7 separate regions of the Mus musculus genome follow, and regions 1, 2, 4, 5, 6 and 7 are each linked to region 3. A link is a contact called in public ChIA-PET, Hi-C, HiChIP or PLAC-seq, Micro-C and promoter capture Hi-C data. All regions are on one chromosome and are shown on one strand. Each heading gives the region's core, a stretch centred on a gene start, on an enhancer-like site or on the middle of the called end of the contact. The rest is flanking DNA. Distances are from core to core; before and after follow the strand shown.

Region 1 (3,131 bases), core at 345-2,844, 390 kb before region 3:
TCCTTTTTAGAAAAAAAGCAAATGGGTGATAGTGGCAGACTAAAATTTCTATAGCTTTAGTCCAGTGGAGAGAGAAAAGGAGGATAAATGAATTGCAGCGTTTGCCAAGAACGCTATTCATTTGCCACACTTCGTATGTGGGAAGAGGAAACTACATTTTAATTAGCACATTTTTTTTTGGGAAAGGGGATGAAGATGAGGAGGCTGGCGCGAAGTATTTGAGGGGGAAGAGAGCCTGCAGATGAGGAAGGAAATGAAGTGGCCTGTCGCCAGTGCCTTGGAAAGGACGGGAGATAAGGGTGGGGAAATGAAGTTTGCTGTGTGTGTTAGGGTGGGGTTAACCCCAGGGACCATGAATCACTAGAATGGTGTTGGGAGGAGTGTGCTTGAGGGTGAATTCGTGCAGTGGAGAGGGCATGTGTGCCGGAGTGGTGTGCAAGTCGTGGGTGGCAGAGGAGAGCAGCGAGCGTGTGCCTGGAGGTCTATTTCGAGAATAGGTTGGGGTGAGAAACCCGTCTGGGAGGCGGGGGTGGGCAGCCCAGTGTCACCTGTGGAGGGATCCCCGACTCTGCAAATGAGTGTTGCAAAGTTTGCCTGGCTTTAGACAGATTTTGAAGGCTGCTGGCGGAGCCTAGACTTTTCATCTCCCAAGAGGTCAGCTCTCAGAAGGTTTAAGAGGCAATTAGCCAAAGTAGGAGTGCAGAGTTTGGGCTGGTCCAAATGAATATAAAGGCCCTTGCCCCGTCCCTCTGTGGGAGTGAGTGAAGGCGGGAGGCTCCCCCAAACGCAAATATGCTGAAGAGAAAATCGAGGCCCCCTCCTGTGGGAGCCGAGCTGAAGTCCAACTATTGTGGCCTCTCCCCCCAAAAACCCAGCGGCCTCAGTGGGCCACAGAAGCTCAATCTGAAAGCTACGGCTCAGCTGAGATTCACTGGGTGGGGGAAGCACGTTAGGACTGGGGAGGTAGATGTTTCCGTGGCGTCACCCTCCCACTCTCAATCGGGTTTCTCTCGGGGTCGTTTCCTTCTCCGGCAGCGGATCGGAGCTGCACTGAGGGAGGAAGACCTTGCAGAGGCGCCAGGCAGGCGCCCTGCAACAGGCCCTCCGCCTGCGGAGCACGTAGGCCCCCACTGCCGCAGCTGCACGGATACGGAGCTTGCAGCTCGAAGGGGGGCCTCGAGGGGCGGGGCCAGAGATCTCAAGGGGCAGCAGAGGCGGGGCCTGGACCTGCGAGAGCCTGTTGGGGGCGTGGCCTATTAGGAGCGGAGCAAAAACGCTGGGCTGGCGAAGGGCGGAACCAGGGGCACGCTTTTGAGCTACGAGGGCCCAGCCCGTACTGGGCGGAGTGAAGGCTGCTGGGGCGTGGCCTATAAGAGGCGGGGCTAGAGCTCTCGGGCCATGGGGCGGGGCCTTGAAGCTGGGGTACTAGAAGGGTCAAGCCTGTAGAGGGCGGAATCAAGAGCCCTGAGGCGTGGCCTGTGGTAGGCGGGGCCAAGGCGTTCAGGCCTGTGGGGCGGGGCCTTCGGGGTGCTAAGCGAGACTAAGCCTGTAGGGGGCGGAGTCCTGGACCCTGTGGAGGCGGAGCCCAAGGGGCGGGCCAGAGGGCGTTCGTGGGGAGTTCGGCTGGTCCCGCCAGAGCGCGAGGCGCCCGCCGGTAACGGTCGTGCGGGCGAGGGGCTGGAGGGAGAGGAAAGGGCTTTAAATGATGTTTTGAAGCAGCGAGAGCTAGACGCGTCGGCGACCAGGTGTCGCCACTTCCCGCTGCCGAGGGCTCGGCGTCCAGGTCCTGCGTCTCCACGCCCCCTCCCTTCCCGGCCCTCTCCTCGGGAACCGAGCGAGCGACGTTAAGAGGCGGCTGCGGCGGACCGGGCGGCCGCTGCAGCCCGGCGGTGGCGAAGGAGTGGGCACAAAGCCGGCTGCGCTGCGAGGTAATCCTGCGGGAGCGGAGGGCCCGGGGTCCCGCCGCGCTTCCCACGCCGAGGGGGCTTCGGACTGGCTGGCCGCGCGGCCTCAGGTGAACCGTGCTCGGGGCGGGAACGCGAGCCCCACGGGGCCGAGGAGTGCAGACCTGGGGGCGAGGAGTCGGGGTGCGGCGCCGCAGAGTGGGCCGGGACTCACCCGGGCGTCCCCGGCTTCCCCCAGCGAGGGCGTGGGATTGCAAAATCCTGTTCTGCGGGGAGCCTTGCTGACCCCGAAGGTGCTCGCGGGGACGGTGGGAGGTTCCCGCGCTTGGAGAAGGTGGAAGAAGACCGTGTTGATTTGTTGTTTTCTTTTTTCTTCTTCTTTTTTTTTTACCCCCTCGTGGCTTAAGAAACTTCAGTCACAAGTTGAAATTGTTCAACCACTTTATCTAATCAGTGTGACCCTCCCCAGCACACACACACTAAAAGTGCGCACGAGCACGCGCGCGCGCGCGCACACACACACACACACACACACACACACACACACACACTATAACCTTTCAAGCATTCCTGATACTTTATTCTTCCTTGCGGGGTGACAGCCCAGTTGGCAGCAGATTTGGTTTGCTGGTGTTTGGGGCACTTCCAACCTCTTTGGAGGTATGTAATAGCTGAGGCAAGGCCACTATTAAACCAGGCCTCTATTAAAATGACAAGAATGGCCTCAGGTGAACTTTTTTTGTTGCAGAGATTTAATTGCAAGTAGATGCCCGTTTAAAGTGGGAGTGTAAGGAAAACCACTAAATATCCTTGGCACATGTGCTCTTGGAATTGACTTTGCTAGAGTGGTGTGGGATTTAGCTCAGCCAAGAGGCTTTGAGTGAGGATTAGGAGCCAGGCTCAGGAAGGAATTGATAAGACTCTGGGGCTTGGGATGAGCTACATAAACATGTGTGAGTTCTTTACAGTGATTTATAAAATTATAGAAATTTTAGAGTTAGCAGTATGAAATGATTGCCTTTCTTAGAATGGACTCCATCCTCAGTGTGCTGAACATGTACTGATTTGGGTTTTGGCAGACTTCTAGTAAGAGTACAGTGTAATATGTCCTTTTAAAATGAAGTTACTTGACCAGTAGAATGACCTGTGTATTTAAGGTACAAGGCTGACTCATTGATAGAATTGTTTCTTTTCGAGCACTTCTGGAAGATGTTATAGCTAAATCTC
Region 2 (2,725 bases), core at 172-2,671, 490 kb before region 3:
CTCTCACCACCTGCGGGAAGGAAAAAGTCTGCCCAAGCGAGAGCTGAACACAACTGGAGCTAGAAGTGAGACGGGGAAGACAAGTCTGGTGCCAGGATTGGTTCGACTATCTTTGGCTTCACTAACAGCCACCAGCCTCCATTTGCCTCCTTCAAGGAGTTCAGTTTGACCTTCTAAACTGAAAGGGGTCCTCATCTGTACACTGGATGGCACTGAAATTCTACCACTTCCGGAAGGCACCCTCCCTCTCAGCCTACCATCTGACGTTCACTGACCACCCCCAATACTGTGACTACGGATCCAGGATCCAGCAACGACTGTGGTGTGGTCCTCAAGCTGCCTCCGAACCTTTGACATTACATCATTATCCAATTGCCTGACTTTATTTCCAGCAGAAGACGTCCAGGAAGGTCTAACCACATGGACAATTACCCACACCACCCACCATCGTGCATATATAAACTTCTTGGTCACACTTAACACGCTGTGACAAGACCAGGTCTGGGTCAAGGTAGGCTTGAGATCTGTCCACTCACAGAAACAGGCATAATATGGTCGGAATTTCACAAGTCGGGCTGCGGTGCCTCATGTGTTCTTTCAAGACTCAACTGGTCTGAGAGGATGGGTACGCCCCTGTGCATCCCCTCAGAGTTTTAATTCTGGTTTTATGTTCTTAGCATCTCCCACTTTAAATAACCAAGTGTGCCTGGTTCGGGTGCAGAAGGGATACACTAAAGCATGTTCAACATGAGTCTGGGAAGTGTCTTCTCACTTCCTGTGTCCAAGAAGAACCCAGAGCAGGCTCCAGGAGGATTTTCCGGAAGGCTATGCCTATCTGTTTCCTGATACAGCCCCTGAGACCATTTGGGTGGGGAGGGCACAACGGCTGCCTGTCTCTGTTGGGAGTTTGAATCAAGAGGTAAAATGCAGTCATCAGAATGATCAGGGTTGTAACTTTAGATCGCCGCCGTGGAGGAAGGAAAAGGGCAGGGGCACAATCACTTCTGGGTACCCGGGGTGGATCCAAGAGGGACCAACTTCCTGCAACAGCAGGGCCTCCCCTCAGGGTCGGGGGTGGTAAGGATCACCGCTTTCCCGGGACCAGCGAGGCAGTTCCTCGGTCACACTGGTCCCTGGACCGGCTCCGGCCGCCCGGAGGTGCCCGGGGGCCCCGCCGGAAGCGAGCTGAGTCCTGCCGGGCTGCACAGATCGTTCCCCGGTTCCCGCTGGGGCAACCCCCGCTAGCCAAGGCCATCCCCGGACGGCCGCGGGCCCGTCGCTGCTCGCCCTCTCGTCCCTACCCTCCCGGGGGTGCAGCTCGCGCGCCGGGCGCCGGATGCCGGTCAGCCGGCACAGTCCCCTCACCTTACTCGCGGCGGCTTTCTGGAGGCTGCCATTCGGCGGTGACGTGCCCCAGCCCACGTCAGGGGAGCGCAGACCAGCTGATCACCCACGGCCAGGCGCGCGCACCGGGCAGGCCACTCCTCCCCTCTGTGGCGTGCTCACGCAGAGGCTCCGCCCCGCTGTAAACCCCGCCCGTTCACCGGAGTGGGCGTGGCCGAGTGTCAGAATTCCAAAACCTTTGGGCTGTTGCTTGGAGAGGGTGTGGTGTTCTGTGCAACCAATTGGGAGAGGCGCCGGTCAGTCGTCACTGATCTTCCTCTCCATTTAAGAGGAAGGACAGGCGTTTTGCCAGCTAAGGAAGCTGCATGCTTCTCCGGTTTGTTCCAGCTTTTAGGTCAGCTAAGACGAGAGAGTCGTGGCCAGCTCTGCAAGAACCTATTTTAGGGTCCTGGAGACACTGACTGGATCAGGATATAACTTGCTGAGACCTTAGAGATGTCTTCCAAATGATTATTCCCAACAGCTTCAAAACTTACTGCTCACTTGGGCTAACGATCGGGCGTTAAAGCGTCCAAACCTAGCTCCTAACCCTATGTACAAACAAAAACATTCTTCACGTAGGGCTTTTTCATCTCAGTCGGTGGCTATTCCATGTTTTAAGGGCAAAAATCTTGACGTAATATCTGCCTTATTCCCCGGTCCATGCCCCATCTGCCCAAGATCCGCTTGGTCCTGGCTTCAAAGTAGATCCGTAGCCCCACCCACTTCCATCACGTCACCTATCTGGGGTGCATCACTTCCACCTCACCTGTGTGACGCCTGCATAGAAGCCAGACCGAACCTACCCTGAGGTGTCCACTTGACCATTCTAGAATCGCCTGGGAGAAAAAGCCCCTGGGCCTGGCTGGAGGGTTGTCTTGTGTTATTTAAGACGGGCAGAACCACTCCCTAGGTAGAGGATTCTAGACTGTATAAAATCAATGGAAATGAGCTGAAGACGAGCATGAATATATTACTCTCGCCTCTTGACTACCGATGTAAGGCCTGGCTCCCTGACTAGATGAACGGAAACTGGAAGCCGAAGAAGTCCTTTACCCCTCAAATTCCTTTCGCCAGAATGTTTTATCACAACGACGGGAAAAGAAACTAAGCAGTCCCCATTTCATTTGGAGTGACTCTTCTTAATCACAGCTCACAGGTCACCTCACTCCACCTAAGCTGGCCTTCCCTATCTTTGACACTCACAGTCCCGTCAAGTGTCACCTCCTCGATGAAACCTGCTTAAAGCTGTAAACCGCTTGGACCCATCCGGGCCCCTTTCCCACAGCTTCTACTGTTGTTCACCGGAGTTCATCTTCTGAGGATAGTCTCTCTACCCTGC
Region 3 (2,854 bases), core at 86-2,585:
GGGGGGTGGGGTGGGTGCGGGCGTCTATATTGCTTAGATTGGCCTCGGGTTTTTGATATTTTTTTCTCAGTCTCAAAGATGCTAAAATTACAGGCCAGCCACTGAATACTCAGGACAGAGTATACAGTGATTGAATCGATTGCTTGAATGAAGATATGACCCAGAAGCAATGCCAGCCATTATTGTTGCTGGGCTGATTGATTGGATAGCAGAATGTGATTTCTGCTTTCTCCTTAAAAAAAAAAATCTCATCCACTTATGGGGGCTGTAAATGGATGCAAGGGTTTGGTTTGTTTTGTTTTCCATGAAAAGATAACAGTGAAATAGTTGGCAAAGGATTTGTAGGCAGAACGCATTTGCATCCCACGTGCCCTGACAGCTAGCAGAGCCCTCAGTAAATACTTGCAGAGGGGACAAATCACACTTAATTTTCCGGGAATGGGGGCAGGCAGCATGAAGCTCCCGAGAGAATAGCGGGGGCAGACAGCCTGGGATTACATTTTATCCACCATAATCCCACAAATCCAGAAGCCACCCGGACAACAGTTTAACTGGACTGAGCCTTACAGCTCCCCACAAGCTGCCCAGAACCACAGAGCTCCCGAGTCGGTGTATTGTTCGGGGGTGGGGGTGGGGCTTTTTGTTTTGTTTTGTTCTTTGAGGCAGGGTCTCACTATGAAGCTCGGGTGGTACATTGGAGAGAGCAATCTTTGGAGAGAGCCAAAAGGGGACTGTCAATCATCCGAAGTAGAATCCACTTGACGTCTCCGGCTCACCCATTCACAACTCCTCCTTTTTACTCTCAGGAACTTTTATTACGGAAAATTAAAAGGTAACAAAAGTGGGGGTAACGTGTTAGAAAGAAGCCCCCAGTATCAAGATGACCAAGCCACGCCGCATCTCGGCTCATCTCAGAGGCTAAATCTCCTTGCAAACGCAGACACAACCGGGAGCGACCGGAATCCGGGATTCACCGGGAGGCCCCAGGGGCTCCGTAGCGCGGCCACGGTCACCTCCTCTTCCCGCACGGCGTGGGTCACCTCGGCCTGGTGGCGTTCCTGACACTCCACCGGTAGTCCGGGGTGATGCGTGAGTGAGTCTCTCGGCGCCGGGCCCCCCGAGAGAGGGAGCGATCGCCCGCCACTTCCTCTTTCTCGCTCTAAGACGCCCTCTCTCCAGCCTGCTCCTTGGGTGGAGGCGGGTGCCCGCAAGCTCCACCCATGGGCGTGGTCAGCCAGGGGGCGGGGAAATACCCATATTTGGCCTTATATGGGCACTCACGTCACAGGACGCGCACTCATTCACATAAAACGCTGCGCTGCCGGCGGAATCCCCAGCTTTCTGGGGCAGCGAGCGGCGGGGCCGGGAGCCCAGCGAGCGGGGCGTGGAGAGCGTCGCGCGGCCCCTCGCGCCGGGCTCCGTTTGCAGGCCACAGCCCCCGCGAGGTGGCCCGCCCGTCCTCTGGCAGCTGTGGGGCGCGCAGCGTCGGGCCGCTGGGTGGCAGCGGCATGAAGGTCACGTCGCTCGACGGGCGCCAGCTGCGCAAGATGCTCCGCAAGGAGGCGGAGGCGCGCTGCGTGGTGCTCGACTGCCGGCCCTACCTGGCCTTCGCCGCGTCGAGCGTGCGCGGCTCGCTCAACGTCAACCTCAACTCGGTGGTGCTGCGGCGGGCCCGGGGCGGCGCGGTGTCGGCGCGCTACGTGCTGCCCGACGAGGCGGCCCGCGCTCGGCTGCTGCAGGAGGGCGGCGGCGGTGTGGCGGCGGTGGTCGTGCTGGACCAGGGTAGCCGCCACTGGCAGAAGCTGCGGGAGGAGAGCGCCGCGCGCGTCGTGCTCACCTCGCTGCTGGCCTGCCTGCCCGCCGGCCCGCGGGTCTACTTCCTTAAAGGTGAGTTCGTCCGGGAGCAGACTGCCCTTTGCCACCCTCCCTTGCTCCCCTGCACCCTGTGTTACCAGGCCCCAGGGTTACCTCCCTGCATGGGAACTCTGGACCGGAGAAAGTCACCACTTGCGGGAGTATGCACCCCGGGGTTTGACGTGCGCTTGGGAGGTCCTTGCAACACGTCAGCGCCCAGGGCTTCCTTCTCCCCACCCGCCTTTCCTCGAAAGCGTCTGGCATCCTGTCTGTCCTCTGGGTTGGGTGGGCTGGGAAGGTGCTGCGGGCGGTGCTCCCTAATAGTTCCGGGGGCCCAGAGCTCATGCTGGTCATTGGCGCCGTTGGCAGGCCACGGGGGTCGGAACCTTTCTGTACAGATCAGCGCGATCAAACAAGTTGAGACCCTCCCCCAGGAGAGTGGCGCCGCGGTGTCCCCTTTCTTCCCGCCTAGACAATTAGAGCACGTTAGGCTGTGTCTTGGTGGGCCTCTTGCCTTTTTGACCCTGGCAAGTCCCTCCCCTTCCTCTCCCTTTATTGCTTTTTATTGTTATCCTCCAGCCTCCTCCTCCTCCTCTCCCCAAATAGGCCGTTCTCAAGCTTAATTTGGGAACTGACAGCTTTCCCACCCCTTTCATCCTGTCATCCCCAGCAGGGGATTATCCTCAGAGACTACCAACCGGCCAACCTAGTTAAGAGAGGTGCTGCAGAGGCTGCAAAGATTCAGAGGAGATTCTGAGGCCTTTGATTTTAGGCCTCCGAGAGCTGCCTGCAGGCCCGACTTATTTCACCTGCTGTCGAGATAACTTTGGCTTCCGGTTGTGGGTGTGTGATTACTCTCAAACCCCACATCATTGATTTCTGGGTCATTTCCTGTGACTGCTCCTGCCTTCTAACCTCAAAAGTATGGGAACACTGGCCTGGGTGCAGGGGAGAGAGCTCTCAGATAGGGCCCCAAAACTCTGATGACTTGTCCAGGAAC
Region 4 (2,773 bases), core at 55-2,554, 510 kb before region 3:
CCTTTGCTAGAAAGGTAGCAGTGTTGACAAAGGAGCCCAGGTCAAGTCCCTCATCAACAGGAACTCTCTACTACATGACCTCAGACCTAAGACCTCACAGAAGCAGGCCCGAGGCTTTACGACGCACTGCCATCACAGGTGTTGGCTCTAATGAACCAGTGGATAAAATCACCTCTCTGCCCCAGGATTAAATTTAAGAAACAAGGGCTGGCAAGATGGCTCAGCAGGTAAGAGTACTGACTGCTCTTCTGTAGGTCCTGAGTTCAAATCTCAGCAACCACACGAAGGCTCACAACCATCTGTACAGCTATAGTGCACTCACACACATAAAATAAATAAATAAATCTTTAAAAAAATAAAATAGCTTTTAAAAAATAAGGTTTAAGAAACAAAACAGGAGGCCGATTTGAGGAGGTATGATTTTTCAGGAGAAAAAAATACAGTTTAGGAAAATCTGATTCGTGACTTCCAGAAAGAGAACCACATACCCCGCCAAAGCCTCATATTAACAAATTCGCTTCGACAGAATGTGACCCTTTGTCTAGGCCAAGTCAAAGAACAGGGCCTTTCAGATAAGAAGAAAGATAGGATTTCTGAAAGAAAGCCCTGGCCCCATCCAGTGGCTGTCCTGGCTTGAAGCTGCGGATGCCCAGGGATCCCGGAATCTGCCTGAGACAGCACAGGAAAGCATTTACCGATCACCTCTGTAAAGGCTCCTGGGGCCTTGTTCTGGGATTAGAGAGAACCAGAGAGGCTGACCACTCAAGTGCCAGGTCCTTGCATAACCCTGCACTTGGGGCTCGTCTGGTTCATCTCCACTAGGGAACAGTGTGGGTGTATTTGTATTTTGGAAAGTACACAAAGGACAGAATTCAAGATTCCCCTTCATAACGCCCGCCCTCCGTTCTCCACGCCTAGGAGGAATTCCACCAACCTTGAATCAGGCTGAAATGTAACAGTCAGGAGTCGCAGAGAACAGAGCCTTTCTATTGCTGAGGAGGCCGCTGAGCAGGTCACACACAAAGCAGCCCTTCCTCCCTGTCCCCAGAGGCCTGGCAAGGACACAGAGCCCCACTTAATGGAGTTACCCCAACAATGCAGTGCCTCTCCACAGGAACTGAAAGAGGAAATGCACTTCTGCTGGTGCAGTCCTCATCACCCCTGGACCACACCCGCTGAGTCTTCTCTGCCTGCACAGTTCACACTTAGGGCACCGATGCTCAATTTCAGAACCTCTCACCCAGATTCGGGGATCCCCTGGTTTCTCTGTTCTCCCTCCTCCGATCCACACTCAAGAGCGCCCCTACTGGTCATACTGCCTTCTTGTTCCTGCTAACCAGACCTCATCTCAGCCAGACAGGGTGGGACACTGCAATCCTGGCTGGCAGGATTGCCCATTCAGAGTTATCCTCCACTATGATACCAAGTTTGGGCTGTAAGAGAGTCTCAAAAACTCCTGACTATGGGGGTCAAGGTCACCGGCAGGAAAGAATGACAGGTGGATGGCCTTGACTAATGTGCCCAAGGTGTGCTTTCTATGTCTCTGTCTCTCTTTACCCAGTATTCTCCAAATTCTAACTGCCCATAGTCCAACTAACTGCACTTCCTTGATCCTGCTGTCTTAGAAATCTCTCAGCTAGGAATACATTCCACACTCATACAGACCGATGCTGTAAATGACGAGAGCTTCACCACAGGTGGTCCTGAGCACTTGAAAAGTAGTTTATTATTATGTTACTTTATTCTTTTTTTTTTTTTTCAGTTTTTCGAAAAAGGGGTTTCTCTGTATAGCCCTGGCTGTCCTGGAACTAATGGTGTAGACCAGGCTGGCCTCGAACTCAGAAATCCGCCTGCTTCTGCCTCCCAAGTGCTGGGATTAAAGGCGTGCGCCACCACTGCCTGGCTTTATGTTACTTTCTTACTAGCCTGAAACTGTATTTCATTTTATCTCATTTTAATCACTTGCAATGTAGTTCTAAAACAGATACCCAAGATTCAGTTAGTAGAAGCCTTTCAGGTATGCTTAGGACAGCATGGGTATGTGAGACTACTTTGTCAACTATAACTTCTTTTTAAAAGATTTTACTTATTTTATGTATATGAGTACACTGTAAGCTGTCTTCAGACACACTGGAAGAAGGTATCGGATTCCATTACGGATGGTCGTGAGCCACCATGTGGTTGCTGGGATTTGAACTTAGGACCTCTGGAAGAGCAGTCGGTGCTCTTAACTGCTGAGCCATCTCTCTCCAGCCCTGTCAACTATAAATTTAATGAAAGGTAAATACAGATTAAATGCTCGAAACCATATTCGGACTGAGGTGTTTTATAAATAGAAACTACCATATATGAATGCTTCCTATAAAAAGTAACCTATACTCTTTATACTGATATGTGAAAATGATCATTTCTTCTGATACCCTGGTGTGACTAATTTATTAAGTATTTTACTATCTTACAACATGGCTGCACACACCTCACAAGTTCCTCCTGGATGGCGCTGGCTGGCCCTTCCCTGACACATGTGCAGGCCTTTATGTGTCGTCACATCTCTGTCGTGGCTTGTCTAGTTTTTTACTCTAAGGGGCCTCTCGTTCGCTCCTATAAAGGTGGCAGTAACAATAACAGCAACCCACACAGCGACACCCAGGGGGCAGAACCTGCCTTCAGCATTTGCTGACAGCAGCCCTGTGACTCAACCACGTAAGCTGAGACTCAGAATCTAACAACCATGCAGCTGGCTACACAGGCAAGTGTGGCATCCGGGCCTTTG
Region 5 (2,928 bases), core at 162-2,661, 420 kb after region 3:
CCTGAAAATTGTTCTTTTTTTTTTTCTTGCACCTTTAGGAATCCAATCTGTAGTTATCAGAACGATTGACTTCTTGACTCCAAACGTCCACAGAAGGAACTACATGAGACAATGTCTTGGAGACACATAAAGCATTTTAAATATTTTTAAAATGTCCTTTAAAAGGATATTCACAATCGTAAACACCCAGGACTAACTACTTCAATATACCCTAACCCAGACTTCTAGTTGAAGCTTACATAGAGCTCAGAAAGGGGAGGCAGGACAGAAAGGGAAGAAAAATCAAAGATGAAAGGGAAGGTTTTGCTTTGCGGGTTGGCTCAGGGAAGTCATCTTTTTCTTTGATAGCTGGGGTGGAAACCGGTTTCTTTGGTTCCCAAAATTTGGAGTTTCTAAAGGCCAGGGAGTGAAAGTACTGTACTCGACAGGAACTCGAGGAGGCGTGCACCGTGCCCCACTGTGCAGACCTAGGGACTGCGGGCCTGGCCTCGCCCGGCGGCCGATCCGGCTGCCTCGCCCTACAGGGAACCTCAGAGGGGCGGAGGGAAGGCTGGCCACCGCCCCACCAGCCGGAAAGGAAACCCTCTGCCAGCGGAAGCGGCCCGGGGCCTCCGCTTAGTCTTCTCCCAGCTCCCTCCCTGCGGTTCATCCGGCCTGGCCGGCCCTGCTGTAGGGCGTCAGGGACACTTACCTCACTCGTCAGCTCTGGGAGAGGAGGCACCCCCTGGGGCGCAGGCGGGGTCCGGCTACTCCCACCTCCTGGCCATGACCCTACTAGGAAGTGCAAGCGCAACTTCCGGTGCGAGGGAGTTTTGAAGCCCTAAACTGTAGTTCTAGGTAAGCGATCAGGGGCTCCGTAAAGGGTCTGGCAAGCAAACCGGCAGTTCCCGATCGCGAATTAACTCGCCCAGTGTGGACTGTGTGTGTGCACATCCTCCGTAAGTATACTTACAGGTGCATCCCTTTCCAGACCGCTCTGCTGTTGCCTGGGGTAACGGGGAACCAAAAGCAGGAAAAACGTACGTCAAACGGGTGACAGGAAACGCCTCCTGCCATCATCAATTATGGCTGCCTGGGCTTCAACCGTAACTTCCGACTGGGAGTCGTTTCTCTACCCGGCTGGAGGCTTTTCTCTGTGGCGGAGCTAGCCAGCGGCGCCCAGTGGGCGGGAGACCGCGCACTGCCGCGGAGGAAAGGAAAAGGGCGGGGACAGGGAAGCTGGCGCCAAGGTTTCCCTCTGATTGGGTGACTGCTTTTGCTCTGGCTCCGCCCATCCCTCCTCCCTAGCGAATGCCCAGGCTCGCTCAAGGGGGCTGGGGCGGGGCGATTGGAGCCAGAGTGTGTGGAGGGGCGGGGCGAGTGGGGGAGGGGCGGGGGGGCGGTGGCAGGGGAGCGTCGCTCGGGGAGCGGAGGACGAGGAGGAGGAAGGAGGTGAGCAGGGATGGTGGAGTCCGGGCTCCGGACGGCAGCCTGGGGCGGGAGCGGCACAGGAGCGCCCGTGGGCCGGTTCTCTGCTTTCCTGCCTGTCGGGGGGCCCGGCCGGCCGTCGGTAAGGGGAGGCCCACACGTCCTGACAGGCGCGAGCCGCCGGAGCCGGGGCGAGGCCTGAGGGGTCGGGGCCCTGGGAGGCGCCGCGGCCGCTTTCCGGGGTGCCACGGCCCGGGGCGCCGGAGCCTCGGAGCCGCTGCCCGCGCGGGGCCGGCGGGCGGGACACGGGGAGCGGCAGGCTGCCCCCTGACAGCGCCGGGCCGGGCCTACTGCGGAGCGGGCGGCCGGGACAGCGCCGGGGCGCGGGCGCGGGCCCGGGGCGGCGAGTCAGTCGCGCTCCGGCTGCTCCGGTCTCTCGGCGCCTCCCGGCCGGGACTGCGGGGCTGCCCGGGTCGCGAGGACGCTTGGCGCCGGGCGGGCGGGCGGGCGGGAGGGCGGGCGCGGCCGTAGGGCTGTGGGGTGGGGTCTCTGCGCCTCCACCCCAAAGTCCTCGGCGCTGAGCGGTCTCCTCCTCGCAGACCCTGCGGGACGAGTGGTGGGTTCGGCGTTGGGTGTGTTGCCGAGTGAAAGGAGTTGTGGCCGCAGAGACCGCCCTGCTAAACACGCCTGGTGGCAATCTCCGTGTCGGCTTTGAGGGCTGGAGGAAAAGTAGTGTAACTCCCCGCCCCCAGCTCGGAACGCAGGAGGCTGCAGGGCAAAAAGATTTTCCCCCTAGCCCCTCGGTATCCATTGTTTTGTACCATCCCCTCCCCCATGCCTAGGTAGAAGAATAAGGACTCCAAAGCAGTAATTCGCCCGCCTCTCTCTCTCTCTCCCTCTCCCCTCGCTCCCCCGTCCCTCTCCGCAGAGGTTTGTGTTAACAGTGCAAGTGGGGGGTTTACAAACAGGTGGAATTGCTTGTCTATTTGGGAATCGGAAAGAAGATGCTTTTGGGGTGTGTTTTTTTTTTTTTTTTTTTTTTTTTCATCTCATCTCACCTTTACATTTGGGAGATTCGATTTTCTTCCCATTGGTTTGTATCATTATGAAGGTGATGAAAATAAAAGAGGAAACCCTGTTTTGCGACCTATCCCCACAAGTATTTTTGAGGACTCAAGGGAAGTAAAAAATCAGCTTGCAAATGTGGACTGTGTGGTACATTGGTCTGCAGCAGGATGGTTAATCTGGGAGCTTACACCGGTGTAATCGCGTACACTCTTTGTGGATGTCAGAAGTTCTAGCATCTACCCGGAAGGATTGCCGAATCAAAAACTTAGCTGTTTTTCAGAATCGAATGGTAGACTTGTGCAAGCAAGTGTTTTTGTGTGTAAGTCATCAGCCCTGACAAAGATGTTTGATTTTTAAAGACCTGCGTTTACTAGTACACTCATTCCTTCAGTCACCCCTCCCTGGCATTGCCTTTGTAACTGTTCTTTGCTATGTATTTGAAGAAACTTAGAG
Region 6 (3,065 bases), core at 134-2,633, 370 kb after region 3:
CATACTAAGGGTGAGTGAGACACGGGGCTTGTGGGACAAGCCAGGACTGGGACTCAGATGAAACAATGCCGGGCAGAATGTCCTCAGTCCCTGCAGACTGGCTGGTGCTCCGCGGAATCAGGTTTCAGAAAATGGATCATACTGGCATGAGACTTGATAAAGACTGAGGGAGGCTGAGAGACTTGGATAAGATGTACCAGGCAGAGAGGCCATCTAGGAGAGACATTTCGAGATGATATGATAAAAGACCTGGCAAGACACAAGGGAGGATGCGGAGCAGTGAGCTGTCCAAGTGGGTTCAGGAGGACGGGTATCCAGGGGTTAGGGTGTGCAGACATAGCCTTGAAGCCTATAAGTCGCACTGTGGGCTCTAGGGTGTCTGCTGAGAAGCAGGCACTCCAGGGAGGCAGTGGGGAGCTTGTGAAGGTGTGTGTGTGTGTGTGTGTGTGTGTGTGTGTGTGTGTGTGAAGAACATTAGATAACACCAGGCAGTAAGAGCCGGGGTAGAAAGGCCCACGTTAGGGGATGGTGGTTGCTATCGAGCAGTTCAGTTCTGAAAAGACCAAGGGAAACATTCTGGTATTGCCATTCAGACTAAAGGTAAACATGGCCAGAGAAAGCAGGTCAGTCACTTTCCAGGTGCACAGGAAGAACATACGGTGCTGCACATTATCTCAGGCGATAACATCCGAGACAAAATGAAGGCTAGAGATGGCAGCCAGAAGGAAACGTCACAGAAGACAGCTAGAGAGGGCTGATTCAATACACAAACCATAGCCATGGTTGAGAAACCCAGCTTTGGAAAGAATGCAAGCACCATAGTGGCCTGGCTGGTTAGCAAAGGGACTTCAGTTTTTGTATCTCTTTATCTGGGAAAAGGGAGCGATTTTTATCTCAAAGGGGTTAGGCTTTTCCTGCGAGAAACTTCCTGAGCACGTGGACACACGGCAGGAGCCACGCGAGAGCAAGGACCAGCGGGCAGAAGTTAAGTAGTGGTTGCAGATTCTCCCAGACGCCCAGAAATAGTGGGGACCTCAGGAAATCCACAACCGCCCTAGAATTGGGCTGAGACGCCCTGTAGAGAGGACTGGCCGGTCTGGTCCACGAGCCGCGCCCCAGCCCCCAGCCCCCAGCCCGGCACAGCCCTCCGCCCGCTTTCACAACCCGGCCCTCTGCACTTAACCCCCACTCTGGCTGGTGGCCGAGCGGGTCCCAAGCCCAGCGCGCATGCGCCGACGGCGCCCCGCCCCCCTGAGCCCCGCCCCTATTTCCACGTCTCACTTCCCCTAGCTCTGCCTCGCCGCCTCGGCTGCAGCTCGGCCGCCACGATTGGCTGCGGGACGTCCTCCTCTCGGCCAATAGACGCCACGCCGTCGCCCCCGTGTTACTGGGTAGAACAAAACAAAAACAAACAGAGCGAGCGGGGCCAGAGGCGCTCCGAGGCAGCGGCGGCGGAGGCTGAGGAACGGGGTCGGGGCCCGGCGGACCGGAGACCCGGGCGAGCGGCGGCGGCCCGAGGGGGTCAGTACTGTGGGCGCGGCTCGCACGCTCGGGCGGGCGGCGTCCTCGTCCCTTAGGCCCGGGTCGGCGGAGGCTGCCGCACGTTGGGAGGGGGAGGGGGCGTGGAGGCCTCGCCGCGGGGGTCGGGACGCTCGGTCCCTGTCCACGCTGGCCCTGGAGCCCTCCGGCCACCGGCGCTCGCCCAACGCCCGGGGCTGCGGGGAGCTGCCGGTGCTCGCTCTCCGAGGCCGGGTCGGTCGGGCCGGGGAGCTGCAGCACGGGCCCGCCCCCTCCTCCGCAGCCCCATCCCCGGCGGCCGGGCGTGCGTGGCTGCGTGCGCTCGCGGTGAGAGGAGCCTCCGGGCGCCCGGTCCGACGCAGTTGGACGCGGGGGACGGGACGGTAGGAGAGGGGTGTCGTCCGGACGGAGATCCGGTGAGGGGTCGGTGCCCCGAACCGAGGCCTGGTCCGCCTCGGCCGGCCCTGCCCGCTGCCGGAGGGTTGGGGTCCTGCGGGACAGGCGTCGGTCGGTGCGGGCACGGGGCGGGGACAGCTGCCCTCCCGGCCCTGTGCCAACTCCTCCTTGCAGTCTCCTGTACAGGGTCCCTTAAAAAAAGTACAATACAACCTAGAGAAAACAAAGCCGAGAAGGGAGCCCCCTCTCTGTGAACGCATGCTGTGTCTGCTGCCCGTGGCTGTCCGCTACTGTAATGTACGTAGAGGGCGTGCTTTTTGGTTTTTGGTTTTGGTTTTTTGTTTTTGCTTTCCCTGAACAGCCTCAGAACTGCAGATGTAGGTCTCGCCTATCTTCCCCGAGCCCCTCCTTGGGAACTGGCTCTGTAAACCAGCCTCTGTAGTCGACTACCTGCTATGAATGATTCAAAATGCGGCTCCGGGCCTGGGTGAGGGGTGGGTGTGAGGCCTACGAGCTGCGTTTAAGACATTTTGATAGCTTCACAGCTGTAATACTCTTGATTTAAGAGTTTGAAATTTTAGGGGAAGGCCCTAGCATATATATTCGTGCTCGTATTTATATCCATAATATGCGTGCGATATCTATCTATATATCTATATCTATCTCGTGGTAAGAGTAGAGGAAAATAAAATACTTGTTACGGCTGCAAAAATAAATGTACATGGTTGCTCTCAGTAGTGGTTGCTTTTGCGTTATTGTTGTAGAGTGCTCTTAGCAGAATGCAAGTTGCTAATTAATGTGACTGCATCCCAGGGAAGAATTAAGGTCATTTTCTAGTTAACATGTGGTCTAAACTTGACTTCCAAAATGTCAAAGTAATTTATCGGGCATTTAGGAAATGCACTGGATAACAGTTAATTTCAGCTTAATCGTTTTTAGCTGTATACATAGCTTCCCCTTACCCCATGGGAAATGATTTTGTATAGATTAGTGTGGAGCAAATGGAATTTAGATTTTTTTGTTGTTGTTGTTGCTGTTGTTTTGCCTAAGGTTGAGGTAAGTATTTTAAGGATCGTTAAATTAAAAGAAAAAAAAAAGCCCACTGAAGAGAGTGTCACATACTGTCCTTTAGAACAGCTGTGAAGCTATGG
Region 7 (3,123 bases), core at 183-2,682, 450 kb before region 3:
AGACAAAGTGTTCCTCCTGAGTCCCCCCATTTTATACAGAGAGAAACAATGTGTAACTCGGTGCTACAGAGTAGCAATTTGCTGAGGCACTCTGTTTTGAACACACTACTCTGAGTTGTTTCTTCTCCCATTGTACAAGTCCTGAGCGCCCTTTGGGGAGTATCGTATATATTCTCACTCCCTTTTATACACGCACTTTTATATTACTCAAGATAGATAAGCAACCCTAATCTGTGTTGTGCAATGACTCAGACACAATGGAAATCTATTTGCCAGTTGCCTAACGCCGTGCTGCAAGTGTTCTTGGTCACTTGGCAGCTCAACTCCACGGTCTGCGCAGTGACACCTTTCCTGGGGAAAGTTCATCGTCTTGTATACCCACCTTCAGGAGGTAACGAGGACATAAAGGACTGTATTTGCTGACTACAACTTCTGGCCCCCAGAATGTCCCCATTATTTCCACTAGTGTCCCACTGGCATTAACTCAGTCATGTGATCTCTCCCAATTATGAGAGGAGCCAAAAAAATATTAGTCCCTGGCTGAGCACACTTTTTCCACCAACAATTCTGTAGTTCCAGAGGTCAGACTCTTTCTGGCCCGCTGCCTGTTTTTTGTAAATAAAAGTGTCTTGAAACAGAGCCATGCTCATTCATTTGCGTATGATCTATGGCTGCTTTTACGCTAATACAGTGGAACTGAGTAGTTGCAACAGAAGCCATATGATCCTCCAATCCTAAACTATTTCCTATTTGGCACCTTTACGAAAAACAAAAATTGTCAACCTCTTGGCTGTAGTTTGTATCTTGACAGTCCTCCAAAGGCCTGTGCATTACAGGAACCAGTCTCTGGTACTCTTGGGAGGCAGTGATACTCTTAGGAAATAGAGCCTAGTATAGGGAGCTACACTGGGAGGCTTGAAGGAGATATTGAGAGCCTTCCCTTCCCCTTCATTTCCTAGCAGGGGTGAAGTAGGCAGCTCTTCCATCATGAGTCCCTACCGGGATGTACTTGTGTTACATCGGGCCCCCGTGACGGCCAAAATACCAAGGGTCGAACCCACTATAGCCATGAGCCAAAAGCAACCTTTCTTCCTTAAAATTGACTCATCACAGGTTGCCCTCACAGAAAGCTGCCAACCATATCTTCTCTTCCCTATAAAGTCTGGTGCTTCTGCTACGGTCCTGCACCATCCTAGGGCCCACCAGCTGGACGCTTAAAAAGAAAGCCAACCTCACAGAAGGCAACGAGAAAGTTGAAGAGAAGCCTGTTGACCTCATTTGAACCCGAAGCCAGCTGCCTCGAGCCTCTCATTTAGTTGATCCAATATGTGCCCTTCTCCACTTAAACTGGGGTTTCCCGTCTCGTCACAAAGGGCTCTACGTGAAACCCCGCCCTCTAGCAACAGCGGGCGCTGTAAGAAACAGTCTTCTTATGATTAAGACATAGAGACGGAACCAGCTTGATTTAATACCGAAATGGGTCTGACATGAACCATGGCCAAGTCAACAGAGACAGGCAACCAACACGTGACACTTGCCTGCAAGCTTTTCTGAGACACGGATGGCTGAGAGCCAGCTCTAAATATTTCACGTCTCTGTCTGAGTTGATCAGGTTTCCCAAAGCAGGTGAGGCGAGAGTAAGAGACACAGGTTCAGCGAGGCAGCTGCTTGGTGATCCCGAAGTCCCCGGGATAAAACTTGGCCAGAGAAACAAAGGCAGAGATTTTTTTTTTAGTCCAGCCTGTCCTGGAAAGGCACTGTCATCTCACGCAATGGAACTTAACAAGCAGCCCCTCTTTTAGGCCAAGGCCTGGGAGCTCGCTGCAGGTGTACTGGCAGGGTATGGAGGGCTGGCAGAGGCCAGGTGGCTTTGTCCCTCTGGTGCCTCCTCCTTAGAAGCTGCTCATTACTGCAGGAGCTGGTGGTGTTATATAACAGAGGCTCAGCCTGATTCCACTAGAGTGAACAAGAGAGAGGAAAATACCCAAATAGCTTAAACACACCGCAGACCGGGAGACTGTAGAGAGAACCCTTTAGATTTCGACCGACTGAAGTCCTTGTGCGCTCCAGACGTCCTCTGAGATGCTCCTTACAAAGGCAAACACTCGTCCATGATAAGAGCCTTTTAGAGGAGAGCCAAGAGTAGGAATGCCTATGTTTCTAATAATTCCTGCCATTAGCCAGGCAGCGTCCTTTCATGATTCTCTAAGAGCTTAGCAAACATTTTCTGTGAAATAACTTCACCCCCCTACCCTGTACACATACAGAGAAGGGTGGGGGGAGGAGGGAGAGAGAGAGAGACAGACAGAGAGGAGACAGAGAGAGAGACAGACAGAGAGAGAGACACAGAGAGAGAGACAGAAAGAGAGAGAGACAGAGACAGAGAGAGAGACAGAGACAGAGAGAGAAAGAGAGAGAAAGAAAGAGGCTATGCTTACATTTAAAGATTGCCCTCTGAATAAGCAAAAGGAGATTATACACACTCCCTTTTAATTAACAAACATATCCACCTGTAATTAAATGTCCCCTGAGACATGAAGAAGAGATTTAACCCTTTGTAAAAGCATGAGAACGCCGTGTAAAGGACGTAGCTTCTTCGCTAAGGTATGTAGGGCAAGAACGCTCTGAGAGATGAAGTAGGAAAACACAGAAGCCCTGGGTGTGTGGCTGTCTATGCCTGGATGGAGCTCATCAGACCCATCAAAGCCCCCCTGGGTCAACCATGGGATCTCAGGTTAGAGGCACCTCAGAGGAAGTTTTATTTAGGAAAATAAATAGCATCCAGAGGCAAAAAGAAAGTTTAAGCTATGGTCCTCTATGAGAAAACACAAGGCTGAATTGAGCTGAGAGGGTGAGGCAAGTTTAGAAAAGCAGGTCAGATGCTGAGAGAGTCAGGCAGAATGCTCACGTACTACGTAAATGAGGCAACCGCTTTTGGGAGGGAGTCGGGTTTTTTTGTTTGTGGCTATAGGACAGACAGACAAATACTCAGTGCAGGCCAGCAAGCTGCACACTCAAGTTAGAGCTGGCATTTCTGACTTCGGTCTGAAATTGATAAGAGTTAGCTAGCAAATTAGATTTTTAACTCCAGCAGAGTTTCTCAAGTGTTAAGACAGAGTTCCT

What was found. Promoter capture Hi-C pulls out the DNA fragments that hold promoters and counts their contacts. A called contact is a pair of places that touch in the nucleus more often than the background predicts. ChIA-PET counts read pairs in DNA pulled down with a chosen protein or histone mark. HiChIP or PLAC-seq counts read pairs in DNA pulled down with a chosen protein or histone mark.
Region 1: a Micro-C map of embryonic stem cells shows a contact between it and region 3, with 4 times the contacts expected there. The contact joins the promoter of Add3 here to the promoter of Dusp5 in region 3. A contact is called at or near these places in 4 of 39 promoter capture datasets (the C10 cell line, the SN4741 cell line, cranial neural crest and 1 more), 5 of 484 Hi-C or Micro-C datasets (CD4 T cells, CD8 T cells and embryonic stem cells), 3 of 115 datasets of contacts at active chromatin or transcription factors (effector CD8 T cells, memory CD8 T cells and pancreatic cancer cells) and 2 of 9 other capture datasets (adipose tissue and liver).
Region 2: a contact with region 3 is called in a FOXA1 HiChIP or PLAC-seq map of pancreatic cancer cells. The contact joins the promoter of Xpnpep1 here to the promoter of Dusp5 in region 3. A contact is called at or near these places in 1 of 39 promoter capture datasets (cranial neural crest), 3 of 484 Hi-C or Micro-C datasets (CD8 T cells, cardiomyocytes and embryonic stem cells), 3 of 115 datasets of contacts at active chromatin or transcription factors (bone marrow-derived macrophages, memory CD8 T cells and pancreatic cancer cells) and 2 of 9 other capture datasets (adipose tissue and liver).
Region 4: a contact with region 3 is called in a Micro-C map of embryonic stem cells, with 1.5 times the contacts expected there. The contact joins the enhancer-like site here to the promoter of Dusp5 in region 3. A contact is called at or near these places in 2 of 484 Hi-C or Micro-C datasets (both in embryonic stem cells) and 2 of 115 datasets of contacts at active chromatin or transcription factors (embryonic stem cells and pancreatic cancer cells).
Region 5: a promoter capture Hi-C map of neural stem cells shows a contact between it and region 3. The contact joins the promoter of Shoc2 here to the promoter of Dusp5 in region 3. A contact is called at or near these places in 5 of 39 promoter capture datasets (the C10 cell line, liver, neural stem cells and 1 more), 2 of 484 Hi-C or Micro-C datasets (embryonic stem cells and pre-megakaryocyte-erythroid progenitors), 1 of 115 datasets of contacts at active chromatin or transcription factors (pancreatic cancer cells) and 1 of 9 other capture datasets (adipose tissue).
Region 6: an RNA polymerase II ChIA-PET map of memory CD8 T cells shows a contact between it and region 3, with 378 read pairs. The contact joins the promoter of Pdcd4 here to the promoter of Dusp5 in region 3. A contact is called at or near these places in 1 of 39 promoter capture datasets (pre-B cells), 3 of 484 Hi-C or Micro-C datasets (CD4 T cells, embryonic stem cells and regulatory T cells) and 3 of 115 datasets of contacts at active chromatin or transcription factors (effector CD8 T cells, memory CD8 T cells and pancreatic cancer cells).
Region 7: a Hi-C map of uterus shows a contact between it and region 3, with 2.3 times the contacts expected there. The contact joins the promoter of 1700054A03Rik here to the promoter of Dusp5 in region 3.

Annotation. Positions count from the first base shown.
Region 1 is chr19:53,141,162-53,144,292 of GRCm38.p6, forward strand. It overlaps Add3 (adducin 3 (gamma)), which reads left to right and starts at 1,595. Exons shown (of 15, transcript NM_001277100.1): 1 at 1,595-1,928.
Region 2 is chr19:53,037,149-53,039,873 of GRCm38.p6, forward strand. It overlaps Xpnpep1 (X-prolyl aminopeptidase (aminopeptidase P) 1, soluble), which reads right to left and starts at 1,422. Exons shown (of 20, transcript NM_001374834.1): 1 at 1,366-1,422.
Region 3 is chr19:53,527,810-53,530,663 of GRCm38.p6, forward strand. It overlaps Dusp5 (dual specificity phosphatase 5), which reads left to right and starts at 1,336. Exons shown (of 4, transcript NM_001085390.2): 1 at 1,336-1,887. The coding sequence starts at 1,509.
Region 4 is chr19:53,019,052-53,021,824 of GRCm38.p6, forward strand. All of the region lies in intron 2 of Xpnpep1 (X-prolyl aminopeptidase (aminopeptidase P) 1, soluble), which reads right to left. Among named protein-coding and RNA genes, the nearest start is that of Mir6407, 9.7 kb to the left of the region's middle. Within about 2 kb of position 1,305, at least 133 of the 459 cell types and tissues checked have an H3K27ac peak or open chromatin away from gene starts, as enhancers often do. A contact at or near this core is called in embryonic stem cells, where this site is marked.
Region 5 is chr19:53,943,465-53,946,392 of GRCm38.p6, forward strand. It overlaps Shoc2 (Shoc2, leucine rich repeat scaffold protein), which reads left to right and starts at 1,412. Exons shown (of 9, transcript NM_019658.6): 1 at 1,412-1,549. It overlaps Bbip1 (BBSome interacting protein 1), which reads right to left and starts at 1,163. Exons shown (of 4, transcript NM_001195338.1): 1 at 692-1,163; 2 at 2-115.
Region 6 is chr19:53,901,968-53,905,032 of GRCm38.p6, forward strand. Pdcd4 (programmed cell death 4) reads left to right here and starts at 1,384. Exons shown (of 12, transcript NM_001168491.1): 1 at 1,384-1,521. Gm30990 (basic salivary proline-rich protein 2-like) reads right to left here and starts at 2,637. Exons shown (of 8, transcript XM_030251154.1): 1 at 2,616-2,637; 2 at 1-2,105. The coding sequence starts at 2,637. The coding sequence ends at 904.
Region 7 is chr19:53,074,820-53,077,942 of GRCm38.p6, forward strand. It overlaps 1700054A03Rik (RIKEN cDNA 1700054A03 gene), which reads left to right and starts at 1,433. Exons shown (of 3, transcript NR_045320.1): 1 at 1,433-1,626. All of the region lies in intron 1 of Gm30234 (a long non-coding RNA gene), which reads right to left.